Linked DNA regions of Zea mays: region 1 is linked to region 2. The links are chromatin contacts, called in public Hi-C maps. All regions are on one chromosome and are shown on one strand. Each heading gives the region's core, a stretch centred on a gene start, on an enhancer-like site or on the middle of the called end of the contact. The rest is flanking DNA. Distances are from core to core; before and after follow the strand shown. Region 1 holds the start of LOC100278269. Region 2 holds the start of LOC100273464 (lysine ketoglutarate reductase trans-splicing protein).

Region 1 (6,648 bases), core at 2,248-4,747, 160 kb before region 2:
GCCGAAGCTACCAATCAGGGAGCTTCGTAGCGTATCTCCAGATGCACCGACTTAAAGATGAAATGACCAATCGGCCCATAACTACCTGTGTTATGATTGTAACCATTTGTAAAGGGCATGAATGTAATTTCTCACAGACTGCGTCCTGTGCCTATAAATAGATGAACAGTACCCCTGTACTGTTCACGTTTTTTCGCATCTTACTTTTGCCCTTGCCTTCTGTCGCACTCAAGGTACAAATGTAATTTTGTTTTCATGTATTCATGATTGTTCAATAATAAATGTTTATATATATCATTATTTATGTTGTTTTCCTGTGTTTTATAAGCTTCATCCTTTGTTTATACATGTCATATTTATGAAGGTATATCCTTCATAACCTTCGTCCAAAGATCGTTATATCCTAAGGAAAATAATGCTTCGAAGGACGAAGGATATTAACATTTAATATTTTGTGTTGCCTTGTTCTTAACTCATATCATTTGAGAACAAGTCCCCAACAGTTGGTTTGCACCAGATATGTTCCCAAATAGTTTAGTATTTTTCTAATACCTTTTTTAGTGTGCTATGGCCCCTTTCTTTACATTTGTACCTGCAAGTTTATTTAGTGGCTCTTTTATGTGTTTTTTAATTAAAAAGCTTATGTGTTATCTATTCCACTTTCTAATTTTAAGTTGGCCATTAGCCATTGTGATAAACCCGTTTACTAGGAATCGTTTCCATAAAAGTGATTTTATTTGTCTGTTTTTGATCATTACTTTTGATCATTACTGTATTTAAAACTATAATTTTATAATTTATGTTAGTACCATATTGGCCTGTCACTGAATAGCTAAATTGAAAATATGGTAAGTTTCTGACCGACCAGAAATCATCTTGTGTAAAAGATAACGTTACTGACTATTTTCAGTCCTAATGATAGTTTTGTTCAATTTGCTAATCATGTGAACTATACAAATGACATACTAAACTATAATAACTGGAACATGTGATCAAATCAATATATCAGGTGCCCATCCCTTTGATTTAAAAAATGATAATCTAGTAGTCCCTACTACTATTATATGTGGAAGGGCGTACAACTATAGGGAAGAGGCCATGCTCCCGCTCCTGCCTCCCGCGATGCCCCCCCTCCACTCCCGCCTCCGCTGCTATCAAGGCACGATGTTGATGCCTCCGACCGAGACAACCTCTTCCTCTCCCAGTCTCACTCGCGCGAATCCACAGGCGAGACCGTCCTCGGCGGCCTGCCTCTCCTCCCTCCCACCGTCGTAGCGCGAAGCTCCACCGGACACAGACCCCGACGTTGCTCTATCGCCCGTTGCGTTGTCCCTCCGCTGGCTCCCACATACACCTTCTCGACCGCGCACCACCACTCCATCACCGTCCACTGGAGATTGTCCTCTCACCGAGACCCCCACCCACCGCCCTCCACCTCGCGTGCCTCGCAAACGGACGCGCTCGACCGCAACCCAAGTTTTGCTTCGACGTCATCTCAGACAGCTCAAAGATGTCATCCTCCATCTCATAACAGTATAACACTCATTTATTTATAAGTTATCGTGATGTTATATGTTTCCATTGCAACGCACGGGCACTGACCTAGTTGAAGTAAAAACGATATAAGAATATACCTATAGTTTAGTCTAGTTCTAGAAAACCTAGACAACTGCATTTATATATTTTTCTTACTTTGAGATGTCTTTTTAATTTTCTGAACATCAAGTCCTTTTAAGATTTCTCTTTTGATATAGCGCATCATCAAATCATTTAACTAATCATTGGTCATCTTGTTGCGTGGATCTAGGCGGATGCTGCTGTGTTGATTTGCTTTGAGCTCCTCGTCGTTCTAAGAATAGGGATGAGCGAATGGTGACAGGGGTTGCAATACAATAGGAACCAGTGCTGCACGATTAGCGGAATAGGGGTCAAGGGGTGAATCGCAGAGCTAGGCCGGATAGAGTCGCGCTGGACAGGTGGAGCTAGGTGATGGGTGAAACGAGGGCACACGACGAAGTGCGAAGCTAAGCCTGGATGGAGACGTGTGGATTTGACTGGGCCGTTGAGGCACACCACACACGGAGTTGGCGATTGTGCCGACGACGAAGGCTCGTGGAGCTAAGCGGAGACAGTCCTAATCAGCTAGAAACAATAGAGCGTGGGATAAAGATTTATTTTACTATTGGTATTTTATTGGGTTGAATCAAGGTATTGCTTGAACAAGGCCGAACAATATTGGGTCAACTGCCCATGTCTCCATGAACGGATAATATGGCCTCGCCTTAAGCGGACTTGAAATCAACAATTAAGAGTATGTTTTGTACATAGATTTTCTTGTGCGTGGCAGTAATATGAATCCCATTGCTTTAATGATGATGCTTTTCTGCTTTCTATTATTTGGGCGACAAGAGATTTTCTTGTGCGTGGCGCTTAAGCGGACTTTAAAGATTTTCCAGCTCCAAATATCAAATGTTACGATCTAACTTGGGCGACAAGAGATGACCGACAACAACTCCGTCTCCAACTCTTAAATGCCGGATCACTTATTACAGACAAGGTGTGTATTCTATTTATATAGCTATAACATACTCATGGGCTATACCTATCCAACCATTAGACCGAACCATTCACAGCATCTCCAACGGCCTCCAAACAGTATTCCTAAAACGTCATTTTAGGAGAGAAAAAAAAGAAAAAAACCCATGTCCAACAGTTTCCAATGTATGCTCCTAATTTATTCCAGCGTCCCAAAGCCACAACTTCTTGGCGTAAATATTCGTCGAGTTGCCAAGCACCATCTCACCGCGCGCAGTGCAGCAAGACCCGCGCAGATGGCCGCCAGCAACTCGGACGACTCGGCCACCGCCGCCTTCGCCTCGTCGGTGGCATTCGACATCGCTCATTCGACTGTGCCTTCTCGAGTGTCCCTGGATTGTTCAGCAGCAGCGACATCGCCCATTTGACTGTGCTCGAGGTCGTCTCTTTTCCGGCTCCAAACAAGTTCTTCCCAGCAAACAAATACGTTAAACCATCGTCAGTGACAGAGAACCATCGTCTCGATCTGTGCTAGCTAGCTAGCTAGTCGAGTTTCCGGTGAAAAATCAATGGAACGATCAAATGAATCCCTGATCCAACAGAACGTAGCATTTGACTAGTTTTGGGACAAAATAAGGTGCCGTTGGAGTTGAATATGTTGTTTTTTTGGGGGTATTTAGATCTTTAAGAAGATCTCAATATAACAATATTGAAAGAAATACACCAATTTAGCACTTGGATACCTCGTGTTGGGCCTCACCACTCTGCTACTCCTTCTGGGCTCGTGCTCGTCATCACCAGTTCAGGACACGACGTTGAAGCAGACGACGCTGGGTTGCTAACATTCAGACCGTTCGATCTTCGATCTAGCACTAGATCACCAACTGGAAAAAATAACACGCACGCAAGAGGAGAAAACAATCCGCAAATCGGCGCTCGGCTTCCGTCCTTTCCGTGCCTCCGCCGATCCGCCGCAACCGCGTCGTCCGTCCCCCCGTTCGGTCGCCGCCCTCTTTCCCGCCTCCCTTCTCGGCCTCCGTCCTCCTCCGCGTCCGCGGCCTCCTCCTCGTGCTTCATGGTAACTCCACCACGGCTCGATCTGAGCCCTACTCGTGCTTGGATTTCTCGGTCCTGATCTCACTTTTGTTTTTGCCCGATGCCGTCGTTCTCGGCTGATACAGTCTGCGCTCTTCAACTTCCACTCGTTTGTGACGGTGGTGCTGCTGCTGATCTGCACTTGCACGTACCTCAAGATGCACTTCCCCTCCCTCCTCATCCGCCGGACAGGGTGCGCCTTCATACTCGACTTTTTTTTTATTTTATATAGAAGCCTCAGCGAATATTATTGCGGTGTACTGTCTAAGGGTATGGCCTGATGTCGGGATGTGGGAATAATAATGTGCAACCTGTCACCTGTGTGATGCGCGGCTAATGCCCTTTTTTTTTCAGTTTGTTCTCTAGTTTAGCGACGCTGTGTGTTTCGCCTATTTGGCTTTTCGGATCCTACAGTCCTACTCCTATTAGTTGAAGTTCTAAAAATTTCGAAATAATTGGTATTTTGTCATTCAGAACGTTGTCTCCTGTTTATAATTGCCACTGCATTTATGAATTATTGGTCCATCCAAGTCTATGAAATATGGGTTTGAAGCAATTTTGCGAACCTCTTTTCTGGTACTGGCAAATATCAGAATCGCTCAAAAATTTCCATAGCAACTGTCCTTGTCTATACTCTAGATGTCCGTAATATGTTAGAATTTGCCAAACAATAAACAATTTTTCCTTCCGATTGATATCCTTTTCCAGATCTCATAATAAGAGCAAACCCTACTTTTGGTACTGCTAGTATTTATTAGCAATTCGTTTATATCAGAATTGCTCATAAAAAGAGTATTTATCTTTAAGAAAACAGGCCAGTTGCTTTGTGCGTGAGTGAATTAAAGAGGATTGGAGCACTACATTATTTATGGTAGACCCTAAAATCTCAGAAACAGTGATCTTTAAGTAGACAGCTTTTGGGAAGGAAGACAAAAATCAAGTCATTGTGTGTTAGGAGACTGTCCCTAAATCCAGATTTTTAAATGATTAATTTTGCCACTATGAAATTACCATGAATCTCTATCAAGTTGTACTGTGTAATCATTGATAATTGATCTATGACTCAGTTGTAATCTTGCAGGCAAAGCTAGAAAAAAACTTTGTTGCCAATCAACTATACATACGCTTGATTGCAAACACATCAGCAGAAACTTAGATAGTCTCTGTTGTCTGTTCTAACTAAAGCAAGAGGCACACCCACATGACACTTCATTACAGTTTAGGTACTAGATTCTTAGCAATTCTTGAAAGCATTATAATTGTATTATGCCGTAATTTACCTAATTAAATAATGTCACTGAAATGGCTTTTGCATTGAGAATTCGAGATCTTATAATTTGCATGGGGGTAAATGGATCTTGTTCCTGATTGCCTAATCCATTTCTACTTAGTTTGTGATGCTGCTCTTCTAACTTCTAAGGTGCCCGCCATTTCAGAATTAAGGGGCAACCTTATTGTGGCCAGGTGTAGGAAACAAGTTAAAACAAACTAGCAAAGGCAATTGCAATGAGGAAATATGCTAATTATTTTATGTAGTCATGTGGGGAGTTCATCACTGACCTTCTAATGTGATACTTAGATTAAACATTAACATCCACCTACTGTGTGTGTCTTTAGTTTTCAAACATAGTTTCCCACATTCAAAACTTCACGGTTTGAGCTTAAATTATACTTTGTACTCTATAAGACATACATTTAGCTCATCATCTTACCTCAATTTGCAGGTTCCGTGGTTTCTTTTGGAAGGCTGCTAGGATAGGTAACCTCTACCTATTTTGCTCAATATCTTATCATTTATCATTTCATTTACATACAGTTGTATCCAGTGCTTCATTAGCATGTGCATTTTGCAACTGATGCATTAGCCCTCCGTGTGCCTTTCAGTATGTTTTCTAAGGACTACACTGTTACACTGTTGCATTAGCCCTCCAGGTTTCAGCTCCAAATTGGATGTTGTTATAAGTTGATCTGGACTTGCAAACATATAAGTTTCAGGGAAAAAGCCCTGGCCATTCCATTATCATAAGGACCAACAGTTAAAGCATTCAGGTATCATCACCATTACAAGGAAACACCCGACAGCAGCACACCAGCTCAAACAGTGTAATTGCAAACTAAAATACACTACACCCTCCACTCATCACCAAACTGTAAAAAAACTCCTCCACTTCCCCTTTTCAGCAATGCCATAAGGTGAGTAGTCCACCAGAAGATTTGAGATCTCTGCTGGTAATTCCTTCTTCATCCAATCCAGTGCTGTCTTGTACAGGTACTTGTTGTTCACCATCAACTTGGCCTAGACAGTCAATCCTTGAGGCCTGATGGCCAGCACTTTGAGCATTTCCAACATGAAAATGAACTCTGGTCTTTTCTTGATTGGACAGAATACTCCAGCCTTGAAGCATGGCTGATATCATTAACAGGAGGGACTCACACTTCTCACAAAGTTCCCTGAAAACAGATACTGTTCCTTAGTTAACAAATCCCCCACAGGGCTGCAGCACAAAAGATATTGTCAACTAAGAAACATTTATTACTAGGCCACATTTGTCATATTGACAGAAAATCCAGGATTTGCAAACATATGTCCATTTGATCTTCAAGGCAACAGTTTCAGCCAAAAAAATCCTATTAAATTGTCCATTCCTAGTGGTGAACTGGTGGCAATGATCATCACTTATTGGGGATTTTTTTAACAAAGAGACACTGAATTAAGGGCCAGTTTGGCAGAGCTCCCAGAGCAACTTCTGGTCTGAATGCAGGAGAAGCTCTGCCAAACAGTTCTTTACTGACAAGTGATTCTTTGCTGATTCTGCGGAGTGATTCTCCGAAATCTGAAACGATCTAGGAGGCACCTGAAAAAAGTAGCTTCTTTTGATTCACTTCATGCACAGAATCATTGTATGCATAAGTTTATCCTAGAAAATCATAGATAATCATTTCAGTCAGAGAATCACTTCTCGCGGAGAATCAGGCAATCAGCTTCCACAAAGAATCTGGAGCAGGGGGAGCTCTGCA
Region 2 (6,538 bases), core at 276-2,775:
TCCCTTGAAGGTAATTAGGTAATAGTTGATCTACCTATCGACATTGAAAAGAGACCCTAGATTTACAGCCTTGAGCCCTTGACATACTTGGTAAGCTTAACATTAACATTGTCATGAGACACAGCAGTAACATATGTATAAAAATAAACAATTAGGAATGGACCACAAAAAATAACAAATACGATACCTAATTTAGGCCAATACAGACATATAAGTATACAGCTAATATGGCAACACAAGAAGGCAGTAGTGTGTTGAAGTACCTCGGGAATTTCATCAGTGTTAGATTCAGAACTATTCTTTTTATGATTGTTTGCAGATGCCCAAGCATGGTTCAACAATGTCTGGGTTGTGATGCCAGAGTTCCTATCTTCGATATAAGAGATGATACTCGAAGGGAAGTGAAGCTGCAAGCCACATTAGAGTAGTGTTTTCCCCCTTCTCTAAAGCAAGTATATGAGACACAAAAACAAGAGAGGCAAGTGTGTCAATTTACCTTGGTTATGTTGACTGTAGGGAAGGAGATCCCAAACAGGTAACCCAGCATGACACCTACAACTGCCGAAAATATGAGCCGCATTCCCTCATTCGATCTTGGCATGCTGTTAATAACAAAAATTGGCAGTAAAATTACGATGAGTGGCACCGAGGACATAAAATTGCCCAACATTAGGTACACTAGCAGTTAAATCTACAGACTGAACAAGAACTGCTTATGAAGTTTGTGGATGTGGTAGTGAACATACCTACGGCCACTGCCATTGAGAGGCTTTGCCATAGGAACTGCAGAAGTTCTCCCAGCAGGAACTTAATATTAGCTCAACAGCACAAGCAGTATTGACTATCCACGGAACTTGCCCCGCTGCAGTTGTTGAGCCAAAAGAGGGAGAGAGAAAGAACAAATCAGATCTTCTTGCCAAGCAAGGTATTTTGCCGAACAGAGCAATTATTAAGCAGGGTACGATGCTGAAAAGGGGGGGGAAACTTTTTTGTTATTTCTGTCAATAGACGCGTATAGACTTGAGAAGACTAAGAAGTCGATCTCGAAGCCATGACCAACTTGCGACTAGTCTAACAAGAGACGCGTATAGACTTTGAGATTGAGACGACCGGGACGGAATCTCGCAGCAAAAATTTAAATTTTTATGCAGTGGCGAGGAAAGATTTGGACTTGCACCGTCCGGACAAATCACGACACGGTGAAATCAACCCGGGCATACCAATTAGAAGAAATCAGCCGGAAAACGGCAGGATCTCCGCTCCTCCACCGTAGAAGGGCAGCAGGGGAGGACCAACCGAGTACTAGGACGGCTGCCCGCGGTGGACGGTAAGGAAGGCAACGCGACGGCGAGACGGCTTTGTTCGGGCGGAGGCAGAGGGCGCGGCGGGGAGACCGAGGGCCGCGTGCCGGCGGCGTGCTTGACGGGGCGATGCAAGTAACTGGGTAGAGGCGACTAGAAGAGGACTAGGCTAGCATGTTGTATGTATGTATTTGGAGTTTTGGACGATGCAAACACCGCAGCCTACAGAGAGGACGATGCAGGTGGGCAGTAATGGAATTTGGGATTGTTGAGCTGGGCGCAGCACAGGATCTGGTTGTCCCACACATGGCAAGCAATCATTCACAAATCACCACCACGCCCTATCTGAGCTCTACGGTTCTACCCTTGTCAAAATGCTCTAACATTGTGGCATCCTCTCCTGTTTCCCCGGTGTGCTGCGCTATCGATTTTTTCCAAATGCATTCCACGGATCAATAATTTATACGATCAAATAAAAGAAAGTTTTTTCGCGTCCGATTTTAGTAACAAAATTATATAATTTCTTTACTCGGTAAACCAATAGGTTCAACGGTCGTCGTGTGTCAACCCCATTAAAAAAACTTATATTTTTGTATAATCAACTCGTGGCCAACCACACGAATCCACGACACGTATAGGATGCTTCTCCTCAATCTCATCATCCCAGCAAGTGCCCGGGCGAAACTGATGAGCATGCTTCTCTAGATGTAAAACCCCAAATCTTTGGGATTCAAGAAATTTTTGTTCAATAAACATAGGTTAAATTGTCCTTAATACATGTTTTTCTACTTTGGAGTTATGATCTTAAAAATAAATAAGGATAGCATTAAACTTCGATGACTCAAATCTAGATTGGACTTTTTAAATTTTAAACATAATTTTTAATCTCAGAAAAATAAATAATAGGAGGATTTAGCTTGTCAAAATATAGCAATAATGAGACTCCTTCCCTTGTCTTATCCTTTCGCTATTTAACTTTACTTTGCAGCTACCAATTTCAGTTAGAAGTAGGAGTTCCGATACTAATTTCGTTCTTTCAACGAAGGAATTCGAGGGCAGCTTCTCAAAATATAGGAGTGCTATCATATCGCATCCCAACTCTTCTTCAGCATTAAGGATCTGCCTTACTTACTGAATTACTTACGAAATCTCTTTCATTCAGACAGGATCTACGCTTTACTTTCGACTATTTATTTGAGTGAATACTCCTTTCATCAATATTATATTTAGAGACATTTATTAAAGTAAGTAATAAATAAGTAAAAGAAACTTTGCATCCATGCCGAGATTTTAATTTGTGCATCTAAATTGGCTTGAAGTTTGAACTATATTTATAGGTAATTCGAAATTTGAATTCAAACTTGATTTGAAATTAGGAAAGTGAAAACAGAAAAGAAAAAAGGTAAAGCCGACCCGTGGGCCGAATCCCTCTTCCCGACCTAGCATACAACGGTAGCCCTTAACACCGCGGCCCATTGGCGCGTGGCAGCCCACTCTTATGACTGACGCAACGGGCCCACTCCTCAGTTCGGGTCTCGCGCACATACACTGGACGTCGCTTACAAGTGGGGTTCGCCGGTCGATCGCACGCACACACGCCTATGTCACCTACACATGGGACCCAATCGTCAGGGGCTTCTTTAATACCCAATTTGTAATACAAATATTAAAGGAGACATTATTTTCCTTATATGTGCCATCTCTATTTACCATCACATGTGAACAATCTTATCTAAGTATGAAATTAGCCAAGAACATATAAATAACAAGTGCATCATGTTGGAGTTTATTTGATTGTGCATTTGAAAATAATAACAATGATATTAATAAAATACAATGAAGATTTGAAATAAACCCCAAATTGAAATTTAGGAGAATTTGGAAAATAGGAAAAGAGGAAAGGAAGAGGTATCATACAATACCAGATAAAATTATAAATAAATAACTTCTTCATAATTTGGTATAATCAAGTGGAACATTTAGTCTGAGTACACACATGTCACAAAGTTGAATTTAAATTTAGGTGTTGAATTTGGAATTCAAAATAAAGAAGAAAGGAGAAAAGAAAAGAAAATAAAAAGAGAAAACTACGCATGGGCCCTATTCCTAGTCCTCGGCCCATGTCACGTTTACCTTCGACTGGCCCAATTGACAGAGCCACACCTCGCGCACTACCACTCACTGACATGCGGGCTTAGTCGGATCGGCCGCGCCACTCGCTGCGCATGGGACCCATCGCTCAGTCCTTCTCCACCGCGGGTGAAAGTCGCCTAGAGGGGGTGGATAGGTGAAAACTGAAATTTATAAACTTAAGCACACACTACAAGCCGGGGTTTGCGTTAGAATGAATATTAAGTCTAGGAGAGAGGAAAAAACAAATCAACCAAGAAATAAAGTGGATGAACACGGTGATTTGTTTTAACGAGGTTTGGTTCTAAAGAACCTAGTCCCCGTTGAGGTGGTCACAAAGTCCGGGTCTCTTTCAACCCTTTCCCTCTCTCAAATGCTCACTTAGACCGAGTGAGCTTTCTTCTTCACTTCTCACGTGTCACTTAGACCCCGCAAGGACCACCACACAATTGGTGTCTTTTGCCTTGCTTACAAAGCACTTGAGAGTAATAAGGAAAAGAAAAGAACGACAACCAAGCAAACAAGAGCAACAAGAAACACAAGTGATCCTCTCTTAAGCCCAAATGCGCTAGAGTTGAATTCATGACTTTGAGTAGATCGATCGCTTGATTTGTGTCTTGGAGTGAAGTCTATTGCTCTTGTATTGAATGAGGAGTGATGAATGCTTGTATGGTTGGAGTGGAGGTGGTTGGGGGTATTTATAGCCCCCAACCACCAAACAACCGTTGGGGAGGGGTTGCTGTCGATGGGCGCACCGGATGCTGTTCGGTGCGCCAGCCACGTCACCCAACCGTTAGGGTTCTGGTGTAGTTGACCGTTGGAGCTTTGTCTTCTAGTGGCACCGGACAGGTACTGTTCACTGTCTGGTGCGCCTCTGACGGCTGCTCTGACTTTTGCGCGCACTGTCCGCGCACTGTAGCGTTCGCAGGTGTTAATTGCAGTCGACCGTTGCGCTGGTAGCTGTTGCTCCACTGGTGCACCGGACAGTCCGATGAATTATAGCGTAGCGCGGCCTGAGAAACCCGAAGGTGGCGAGTTCGGAGTTGTACGGTCCTGGTGCACCGGACTGTCCGGTGACCAGGGCACCCATCGGTTCCTTTGCTCATTTGCTTTTGAACCCTAACTTTGATCTTTTATTGGTTTGTGTTTAACCTTTATGCACCTGTGGAATATATAATCTAGAGCAAACTAGTTAGTCAAATTATTTGTGTTGGGCATTCAACCACCAAAATTATTTATAGGAAAAGGTTAAACCCTATTTCCCTTTCAATCTCCCCCTTTTTGGTGATTGATGCCAACACAAACCAAAGCAAATATATAAGTGCAGAATTGAACTAGTTTGCATAAGGTAAGTGAAAGTCGCCTAGAGGGGGGGTGAATAGGGCGAATCTGAAATTTATAAACTTAAGCACAACTACAAGCTGGGTTAGTGTTAGAAATATGAACGAGTCCAAGAGAGAGGGCAAAAACAAATCACAAGCAAATAAAGAGTGAGACACGATGATTTGTTTTGCCAAGTTTCAGTTCTTGCAAACCTACTCCCCGTTGAGGTGGTCACAAAGACCGGGTCTCTTTCAACCCTTTCCCTCTCTCAAACGGTCACTTAGACCGAGTGAGCTTCTCTTCTCAATCAAACGGGAGATTAAGTCCCCGCAAGGACCACCACACAATTTGTGTCTCTTGCCTCGGTTACAATTGAGTTTATCACAAGAAAGAATGAGAAAAAGAAGCAATCCAAGCGCAAGAGCTCAAATGAACACAAGTCACTCTCTCTCTAGTCACTATTTGATTTGGAATAAACTATGGACTTGGGAGAGGATTTGATCTCTTTGGTTTGTCTTGTATTGAATGCTATAGCTCTTGTAAGATGTGGGAAGTTGGAAAACTTGGATGCAATGAATGGTGGGTGGTTGGGGGTATTTATAGCCCCAACCACCAAACTAGCCGTTTGGTGAAGGCTGCTGTCGCATGGCGCACCGGACAGTCCGGTGCGCCATCGGACACTGTCCGGTGCGTCTGCCACGTCACCTGGCCGTTGGATTCCGACCGTTGGAGCTTCTGTCTTCTAGGCCACCGGACAGTCCGGTGGTGCACCGGACAGCCACTGTTCAATGTCTGGTGCGCCATCTAGCACTGCTCTGGCTCTGGCGCGCACTGTAGCGCATTTAATGCCTTCTGCAGACGACCGTTGGCGCAAAGTAGCTGTTGCTCCGCTGGCACACCGGACAGCCCGGTGCCCCACCGGACACTGTCCGGTGCTACACCGGACAGTCCGGTGAATTATAGCGGAGCGGCCTCCAGAATTCCCGAAGGTGAGCAGTTCGGAGTTGAAGTCCCTGGTGCACCGGACAGTCCGGTGTGCCAGACCAGGGCACACTTCGGCTGACTTTTGCTCTCTACATTTGAATCCTTTTTCGGTCTTTTTATTGGTTTGTTGTGAAACTTTGGCACCTGTGGAACTCATAATCTAGAGCAAACTAGTTAGTCCAATTATTTGTGTTGGGCAATTCAACCACCAAAATCAATTAGGAAAAGGTGTAAGCCTATTTTCCTTTCAATCTCCCTCTTTTTGGTGATTGATGCCAACACAAACCAAAGCAAATATAGAAGTGCATGATTGCACTAGTTTGCATAATGTAAGTGCAAAGGATACTAAGAATTGAACCAATAAATTCTCATAAGATGCGCATGGATTGATTTCTTTATTTTTAACATTTTGGACCACGCTTGCACCACATGTTTTGTTTTTGCAAATTCTTTTCAAAGTCCTTTTGCAAACAGTCAAAGATAAATGAATAAGATTTTGAGAAGCATTTTTTTGAGATTTTGGAAATTTTCTCCCCCTGTTTCAAATGCTTTTCCTTTGACTAAACAAAACTCCCCCTCAATCAAATCCTCCTCTTAGTATTCAAGATGGTTTTAGATATTAGTTTTGAAAAGGGTTGTACCAATATGAAATTCTATCAAAAATAAGATATCGATTGAAAAATCACCAATTGAAAAATCTGTTCTTAACTCAAAATTTTTGAAAATTGATGGTGGTGCGGTCCTTTTGCTTTGGGCTAATACTTTCTCCCCCTTTGGCATGAATCGCCAAAAACAGATGC

The links. A called contact is a pair of places that touch in the nucleus more often than the background predicts.
Region 1: a contact with region 2 is called in a Hi-C map of endosperm, with 3 times the contacts expected there. The contact joins the promoter of LOC100278269 here to the promoter of LOC100273464 in region 2. A contact is called at or near these places in 3 of 25 Hi-C or Micro-C datasets (ear, endosperm and tassel).

What each region holds. Positions count from the first base shown.
Region 1 is chr5:134,412,213-134,418,860 of Zm-B73-REFERENCE-NAM-5.0, reverse strand. LOC100278269 reads left to right here and starts at 3,497. Exons shown (of 5, transcript NM_001365089.1): 1 at 3,497-3,613; 2 at 3,717-3,823; 3 at 5,355-5,389. The coding sequence starts at 3,611. LOC111589343 (a long non-coding RNA gene) reads right to left here and starts at 3,378. Exons shown (of 2, transcript XR_002748352.2): 1 at 3,279-3,378; 2 at 2,749-3,003.
Region 2 is chr5:134,245,718-134,252,255 of Zm-B73-REFERENCE-NAM-5.0, reverse strand. It overlaps LOC100273464 (lysine ketoglutarate reductase trans-splicing protein), which reads right to left and starts at 1,525. Exons shown (of 14, transcript NM_001156498.2): 1 at 1,221-1,525; 2 at 747-862; 3 at 497-602; 4 at 264-407. The coding sequence starts at 778.